Regions from separate parts of the Oncorhynchus mykiss genome. Here region 1 is linked to region 2. Evidence: chromatin contacts called from public Hi-C data. All regions are on one chromosome and are shown on one strand. The core of a region is the stretch at or near the end of the contact, and the rest is flanking DNA. Distances in the headings are between cores, read along the strand shown.

Region 1 (4,298 bases), core at 1,480-3,979, 220 kb after region 2:
CAGAGTTCCACAGACCCAACACAAAAACCTTTGTGTTATCCTGGGTGACCAAAACACACATCCCAAAGAATTACACTAGAGTTACATTAACATAATCACTGGAGTGACTAGTGCACCTATGGGGGGAAAAAGGCCACACAAGAACCAGCTGTCTGTCAGTCACCTTTCGTCATAAATCCATCAATGGTTTTCCTCAGCAGCATTACTCATGTCTATCCATAATGGCCCTACTACCATCTTTATGTCTGTCTGGACTGATTGGTTTATTATATATTCCAGTCAACGCTAAACAATCAAAACACTGCAGAATGGATGCTCTACTCAGGTCAAAGGTCAGATTGGACAAGAAGCTTTAGTGACAAGCAGCATGAGACCAAACACTCTTCCCCTATCCAGTGATGTCATAGCTCTAGTTGTATGTTCCAGAAGATGCAACTATGGTACAGTGCTGCTGAGCTGAATGTCGTCTGGCTGCCCGTCTCCCTTGCTGGCTGGGCTTACTCCCATCGCTTGTAGATGGCGCTAGAGGACAGCTCTGCCTCCATTATGTAAGGCTTCCATTGCTCTGCCTGCCCCCTTTTTGCAGCCTCTCTGCAATCACGGAATGGCGCCTCCTATTGAGTCAGCAGCAGAGCCCAACATTTACAATATGTCTGCAGTGTATTTTGGGGGGAGGGGAGTGGGGGCTGGGTGGGTAGCTGGCAGAGAATAGCCACTCTACAGCTGAGGCAAGAGGAAGAGGAGGAGAGGAAGAGGACAAAAGGAGATGGCCTAATGGGTAAAATATAGACTCATGTAAAAAAATCTATAAGTGTGTTCTGTCCTCAAAGCAACAATGACGACATTCCCTCTGGTCACCATAAGATCCTCCAAACTCACATTGTTTACAAAAATAAAAGTTGATTGTATCAGTCATACCCTCTTTTAGCAAATTGCCACCGATGACCATACACACACCAAAAGGAAGAGACTTGGCATTTAAGTGGAACACTTATCTAAATTACCAAAAGGTTAAATCAGGATCACCACATTGTTTCTCCTGATGGCCCCCACACAGGGACCATGGGAACATATGGTTAAATCAATAGAGTACCAGTATACAACCAACCTCGAAGACTATGTTGACACCTTATATAAGTTGCTAGCAACATTATATCAGATAGCCATTATAATTGTGAGGTGAATAACGTGAGGTGAGTTTACTTAGCCATCTGACGTCACTTGTGTTACAACATTCAAAATCAAATGTGCGACCTGCAGATCACAACTCCTTGTCACCTATACACACGCTGTAGGCAAGTTGCTGAATGAGTCTGACTAACGTACCAGTTAGCTGCCAGCTAGATCATAACACCCCGGTTCAGTTATATTTTAAATAATGGGGGAAAAATACCATTACATTTGATAAAGGTCAAATGTGTCTATTAACTAGGAGAGTGACGTTAGAGGAGGGTACGAGCTATCGTCTCTCTTCTTCAATTTGGCCAAAATGATGCTTTGATTGAAGTCAATGATGAATATCGTATATGGCTTTCTGGTCGACCAATGAAAGAGGATAGAAATATTTCTTACACGATTAGCTACTACGTGAATTATACCTCATGGTTCTTTCTACACCTTAATAACGTCTGACTTGGTAATACTGTTACCAGAACGATAGCCGATTGCTTCCTCGCAGTCGCGAGTCACCCACCACAAAGGGAAGCGCAAGTAAAACACAGCGAGCTAGCAGCTGCTACAAGAGTACTAGAAAGGAGCCCCGCACCTCTTCAGTAGGTGCTGATTTTGAGCGCTACTCAGTGCCCAAGTTTAGCTGGCCAAAAGTGGTACAATGTAAACGACAACTTAAGATATACGGTAACATAACACTCCACGTAATATTGTTTAATTTGTTATCATCAATACATAAAGCTTAAGTCTACATTGTTCGCCGACCTTAGCTAGGAACGAATAGCGGCAACGCATCATCGTAGTTAACCCTCCTAGCTAGCGAGGTTGTATGAAAAGCGGAGTGACGAGTTTACCTGGTTTGAAATACGGTGGTCCCGTTGGCGTAAATGATTTCAATTACGAGAAACGGTGAGACAAATCGTTGGGCACTCTCACGTTCCCTCCTATGCCTCCAAATAAGCAGCCGGGAATAACCGCCTTGCCGTCTACTCTCCAAGCGGTCACACCACACCGCGAGGGAGCTCGACTCCTCTCACTATCCGACACAGAGTATCCTTCTCGGATGCCGGGGATGAAGTGCCGCTGGAACTCATTTAGCTAGATAAACATCGAAAATGCCCATTGCAGGAAAATATAAAGTAGCGCTGTTTTAAATATTACGACGTAGTTACACCTAATCCAAAACTGTGTAAACTCTGTGACTGTTTACTGATAATAATGCATACCCATCTCTTCCCTATAAAGACAATACACCCATCCTAGACTATAAACTGCCCTATCCAAAATGGCGCAATTGAAAGGGCGGAAGTGACATATGTTTGATTAGCATAAAAAGCTAATTGTGATATCAAAATGAGTCGAGATTTATAAAACTAAATTACTGTGTGGTAAACAAGTCTAACCTCTTACCGTGCAAGACAGGCCTCAGATTTTGGCCTCGGTCGTTCTTCAACGTCTGTCAAATTCTATGCCTGGGGGATTGGGGTAAACAAGCTCGATCTGCAATTACCAGATTGAACCAACAGGAGGCACCCTCTAGTTGAGCGTGAACGCATGCGTTAGGACTAGCTACAACGAGCGCCCTCCCCTGCAGAGGGTCGGATGTATACAGTGCCTCAGTACCAACACAGTGCCTTTGCACTTGCCCAATGTCAGAGTGCTATGAGAACAGTAGGTGGCGCTGTTCTATGCTGGCACTTAACTCACCGGGACTACTTTCCTCAGAGATTGGGCAGCTACCAAGCCTGAGAGCATATTATTCTCTGTCCATTTTAGCATGGGCCCCTTGGAGAGATTGGGGTGGGGGTGGATGGAGACCTCATCATGTCAATACTGGATTTCAATTGATGGGTGATAGCATGACATGGATAGTATAACATGGCCTCCTTGGAGGTCTCTCAGCTTTTTGCTGTGCATGGCTTGTCTTCCAAGTAGAGGTATTCTCGGATCCGGACCCGAACAGACCTGAGGACAATCAGACCCGGACGGACCCGATCATTATTTAAAAGGGGGACCTAGATCCGTACCCAAACGGGTCTGGGTCTAGATCAGACCCATTGGGGCAGCACGTAGCCCAGTGGTTAGAGCATTGGACTAGTAACCAAAAGGTTGCAAGATTGAATCCCCAAGCTGACAAGGTCCAAATCTGTTGTTCTGTCCCTGAACAAGGCAGTTAACCCACTGGGACATTGAAAATAAGAATTTGTTCTTAACTGACTTGTCTAGTTAAATAAAGGTAAAATAAATACAAATTGGACCTGAGTGACAAAAAAAATAATAATTATCAGCCAAGTTGCTCTTCTGGTTAATGAATAGGTCTTTATATGCTGGCTAGGCCTTCAATATGTCAATAAATTCACCTGATTAGCGTAAAATAAATATGCTACAAGCCAGTAGTCACCAACCTTTTCTAAATCAAGCTTTTATCCAAAGCTAGACCACCTTGAGTCAAAATGCAAGTCGAGACCTACCGCTCAGATTTGTTTTACAAACGTACAAACGTAAGCCTATGCAATATTAACCAATTAAAAACAGTCACGTAGCAATGAGGTTTGTGCAGTAGGCTATAGGCCCAATACATAATCAATGAATATTGGCTAAGCTTAAATTGCCCTTCCTTTTCAGACCATTTTGCAATTATATTTCTGGACTGATTGCCTGCATCTGATGGTCAGTCTGAGGGAAGGGAGGGAACAGCGGTGAGGCTGCCTCTCACCCGAATCACCGACACTGTCCCTTCGCTGTATTTGTCGAGTCTCTCTCTCTAGTCATTGTTTTAAAAGCTTTGAAATCTCACATCAACTTTGCTGTGCATTCGAGGCTTCATTTTACAGTCTTTGGAGCAAACTGTGTAGATACAGTGATCTGAGCTATGTTATTGGCCAGTGGTAGGCCTATTACTGCACTTGATTTGCTCTTTGCTGGGTAGGCGAAGTTCTACCTTCAGACACATGAAATGGTTCAAAATGGGAACACTTTGCCTTCCTGGCACTTGGGCTGCTGAATCAAGACTACCAACTGCCAACAGTGCAACAAAAAAAAAACAATAACAAGTAGGAACCAAGGCTTTACCGTTGGGGTTTTTAAAGAAATGTTTTGTGATTGACTAGGAATTCCATGGAGATCGG
Region 2 (4,374 bases), core at 902-3,401:
CTGACTTGCGTGACTCCTCTGCTTGGTTGGAAAATGTTTGTATGCTTGTGTGTGGGGCACTGTCAGATAATTGCATGTTTGCTTTCACCGTAAAGCCTTTTGAAATCTGACAAAGCGGCTGGATTAACAAGAAGTTAATCTTTCAACCGATGTATAACACTTGTATTTTCATTTGTTTATTATTACTATTTCTGTCATTTGAAATTGGCGCTCTGCAATTTCACCGGATGTTGTCGCGGTGGGTCGCTAGCGGCACACCTGCGCCAAACAGGTTAATGAAGGCGGTGACTGATGTGTCCTGAAACAGTCCTTGACTTAGCATCCACTTCATCGGATCACCTCCATATTGAGCACGTCACTGGTACTTCCTGTTTGAGTTTTGGCTTGTAAGCCGAGATCAGGATGATAGAGTTATGGTCAGATTTGGCAACGGGAGGGTGGGGAGACCTTTGTATGCGTTTGTGTGTGGAGTAAAGATGATCTAGAGTGTTTCACCTCTAGCTGCACAGTGACATGCTGGTAAAAATGAGGTAAGATGAATTTCAGTTTCCCTGCATTAAATTCACTAGCCACTAGAAGCGGCGCCTCTGGATGTGCACTCTCTCGTTTGCTTATGGCCCTATACAGCTCATTGAGTGCGGTCTTAGTGCCAGCATCGGTTTGTGATGGTAAATATACAGCTACTGTTGACACCCAGCAGAATCTGTTGTGGCAGAAAGCAATACCAGCCTAGAGAGAACTGAATAGAGAAACCAAAATAGTTTTGGTACATTCTGGAGGCACCCTATACTGTCCAAAATACACACAGCCTAGGCCTACATGCAATGTGAAATGCATACACGCTAAAGTCATTGAAGTAAAGACAGACTTACCTTTCCCCTTCCTCCTCGTCACTGTCATCTTCTTCCTCGTGCATCATATCCCTGAAGGAGGTCACTCTATTTTCACTCCTTTACACACACAAAAAACAATGAATGACAATAGGGTGAAACATTAATCATGTAACATGAAATGTTTCATAGAATAATAATTTAAAAAATGACAAAGGCAACACTGAAAGGATATGGGCATCCTGTTTTAATGGTACATAGAATGACAGTGTAACAATAGATTTACATAGGTCAGTTAGCTATGTACCTGCCAGGCCCTGTGGAACGAGGCACAGAGGATCCACCACTCTCTGGCTGAGGTAATGTCACTATGTCATCCTCAGCACCATCTTCAAAGAAACTGGCCAGGGCAAGCTAAGGAAAGAGACCAAGATTCCATGTCATTCAAACGTCAAGATCTCAATGTCTAGTCAGAGTCTAAAGCTGATTACTAGCTATCTAAAGTTGGCTAGTTAGAGCTTAATTGTGAACTTGCCGAATTAAGTAGTAACTACCTACTAGTAGTTAGCTGAGAGGGATGTTCTTATACATATTATACTTGCTAGCAATTAACGTTAGGATGGGAAACATCTGATACATTAGCCATCATCTCAGTGACTAGTTGGAATATGTTGTTAGGTAGTTGTGAGGTTGGCTTACTGCTGGACCATAATATATGCCAATCTGATAGTTAGCTAACGCGTTAGTTACAATAGTTAGCTAAATTAGCCCCCCTAGCTAATCTGCTAGCTAGCTTGTTAGCCAGATAACATTAGTTAGCTAGAACGCAGTGAGCCATTCATAAATGAAACGGATTTGTTAGCAAGTTAACATTAAACTCGCTACTAGGCAGTGGTAGTAAAACATTGGTATCTGTGTGAAACGGATTGGTAGATAACTAGATACCAGGGAATATGACCGCAATGGTCACTCGATCTATTGTTGTGAGAAAGAGTGACTTGCAGAAACTAGTACAGTAGCTAGCCTGCTAGTAAGTGTTAGCTAGCTAACTAGATACTGTCATTCATATGTTGTTGTGAGTGAACTTCAAATATCACATGTAGTACAACTGGTAGGTCGATGTGACCAGCATGTACCTGCAAATCCCAACCGGCAGACTCCAAGAAAAAACGGGCCCTCTCTTCATCAACATCAGTAACAGCAACGAACTCCCTCACCGAGGATTCTTGGTCCGCCATTTTGATATGCCCATTCAATGACTGTTCCGACTCCAGTTGAGGAATCACCTACCAACTTGGTTCCTATCTCAGCTAAATGCAGTAGGCTACAGGAGGGTAAGGCAAACAGGCCTACATGTGAACAATGTTTATGACGTGTTGTATTTTCCTGACAAAGTTAATACATTTTATTTGGAGGAATAATATTTCACATAGATTTGACATTTATATCTAAAATTGTATTATCTGTAGGCTATTACCATAGTTACTGCTTCCAGGCCTCACAAAGATGAGGTGAATAAAGCCTAGTAGAGGCTACTATTACCATAACAAATATAGCAGTATTTTCTGCCATAACAAAGGGGCAATCTGGGATTTGAATAATCAACAAAGCAGTCACTGCCGCTTGTTTTTCTAAACAGCTGAGGGGTTGGACTGGAGCACTAACTACTCTCAAATTCATTGACAGACCATGAATGGGATCAACATTTTAGTTTTAACCACGTTTTTTAAGTCTATATTGGTGTTTGTTTACAATCAAAGCAGGCTTATATTTTGGGTTCTGATGGGTATATCAGTTCTACTATTAAATACTTTTTTGGGCATTTATAAGTTATATTCTTCAAGAATTCCCCTGGACTATCTGATAAGATTTCTATTTGAATTGTTTCTTCGTCGCTAATAGAGCTCGCCAGTTTATAGTCCTAAAAAACAGAAATTAGTTACCTTTGTTTTGTTTAGTCATTCCTATGCGGAAAATGAATGGGGATAAACGGCGAAAATAAGGTCAGAGTTTAACACAGGCTTAGGAGATCTTATATGTTTTGTTTTATAAGATAATATCAGTCAGTTAGCATGACCTTTATGAATTATGAAGCCTTTTATGTGCTTTGTGTTTCATTTTATTACGGAAATGCATCAAAATTCACAAGTGACGTTAGCTGATGAAGATTCTCATAGATGAAACTGTATCGGATCTCCTAAGCCTGTTTTTACCACAGACCTTATTTTTAGCATTTATCCAAAAACTCTACAAAACTCCATTTACTTTCCCATAGGCTTTGTCCAAAGAACCATGGCAGAGTTAGTCCGTACAAAAATAAGCCTTCACTATTGCTCTCTATAAAGAGGGCATTTAAACACTAACCATCTAATATATGCACTGAGTATGCCAAACATTAGGAACGTCTTCCTAATATTGAGTTGCAACAGGACCTTGTGAAGATGCTAGAGGAAACAGGTACAAAATGATCTATATCCACAGTACAATGAGTCCTATATCAACATAACCTGAAAGGCCACTCAGCAAGGATGAAGCCACTGCTACAAAGCAGCCATAAAAAAAGCCAGACTACGGTTTGCAACTGCACATGGGGACAAAGATCGTACTTTTTGTAGAAATGTCCTCTGGTCTGATGAAACAAAAATAGAACTGTTTGGCCATAATGACCAACGTTATGTTTGGAGGAAAAATTAGGAGACTTGCAAGAAGAACACCATCCCAACCATGAAGCACGGGGGTGACAGCATCATGTTGTCGTTGTGCTTTGCTGCTGGAGGGACTGGTGCACTTCACGAAATAGATGGCAACACGAGGAAGGAAAATGATGTGGATATGTTGAAGCAACATCTCAAGACATCAGTCAGGAAGTTAAAGCTTGGTCGCGAATAGGTCTTCCAAATGGACAATGACCCCAAGCATACTTCTAAAGTTGTGGCAAAATGGCTAAAGGACAACAAAGTCAAGGTATTGGAGTGGCCATCACAAAGCCCTGACCTCAATCCTATAGAAAATTTGTGGGCAGAACTGAAAAAGCGTGTGCGAGCAAGGAGGCCTACAAACCTGACTCAGTTACACCAGTTCTGTCAGGAGGAATGGGCCAACATTCACTTGTGGAAGGCTACCTGAATCATTTAACCCAAGTTAAATTTAAAGGCATTGCTACCAAATACTAATTGAGTGTATGTAAACGTCTGACCCACTGGGAATGTGATGAAAGAAGTAAAAGCTGAAATAAATCATTCTCGCTACTATTATTCTGACATTTCACATTCTTAAAATAAAGTGGTGATCCTAACTGACCTAAGACAGGGAATTTTTACTCTGATTAAATGTCAGGAATTGTGAAAAACTGAGTTTTTAAATGTATTTTGCTAAGGTGTATGTAAACTTCCGACTTCAACTGTATGTGTTAATTAGTTTACGCACACTGTTTGTCTACTGTTGTGACTAAGATGAAGATCAGATAAAATTTTATGACTAATTTGTGCAGAATTTATTATTCTTGCTACTGTACAGTGATTGAAGTGGATTTAACTAGTGACAT

The links. Hi-C and Micro-C count contacts between places; a contact is called where the count stands out from the background.
Region 1: a Hi-C map of liver shows a contact between it and region 2, with 2.1 times the contacts expected there. The contact joins the promoter of adnpb here to the promoter of LOC110532253 in region 2. A contact is called at or near these places in 2 of 3 Hi-C or Micro-C datasets (blood and liver).

The regions. Positions count from the first base shown.
Region 1 is chr9:48,516,421-48,520,718 of USDA_OmykA_1.1, forward strand. It overlaps adnpb (activity-dependent neuroprotector homeobox b), which reads right to left and starts at 2,730. Exons shown (of 4, transcript XM_021615997.2): 1 at 2,581-2,730.
Region 2 is chr9:48,298,172-48,302,545 of USDA_OmykA_1.1, forward strand. LOC110532253 (NSFL1 cofactor p47) reads right to left here and starts at 2,152. Exons shown (of 9, transcript XM_021615982.2): 1 at 1,967-2,152; 2 at 1,138-1,244; 3 at 873-950. The coding sequence starts at 2,068.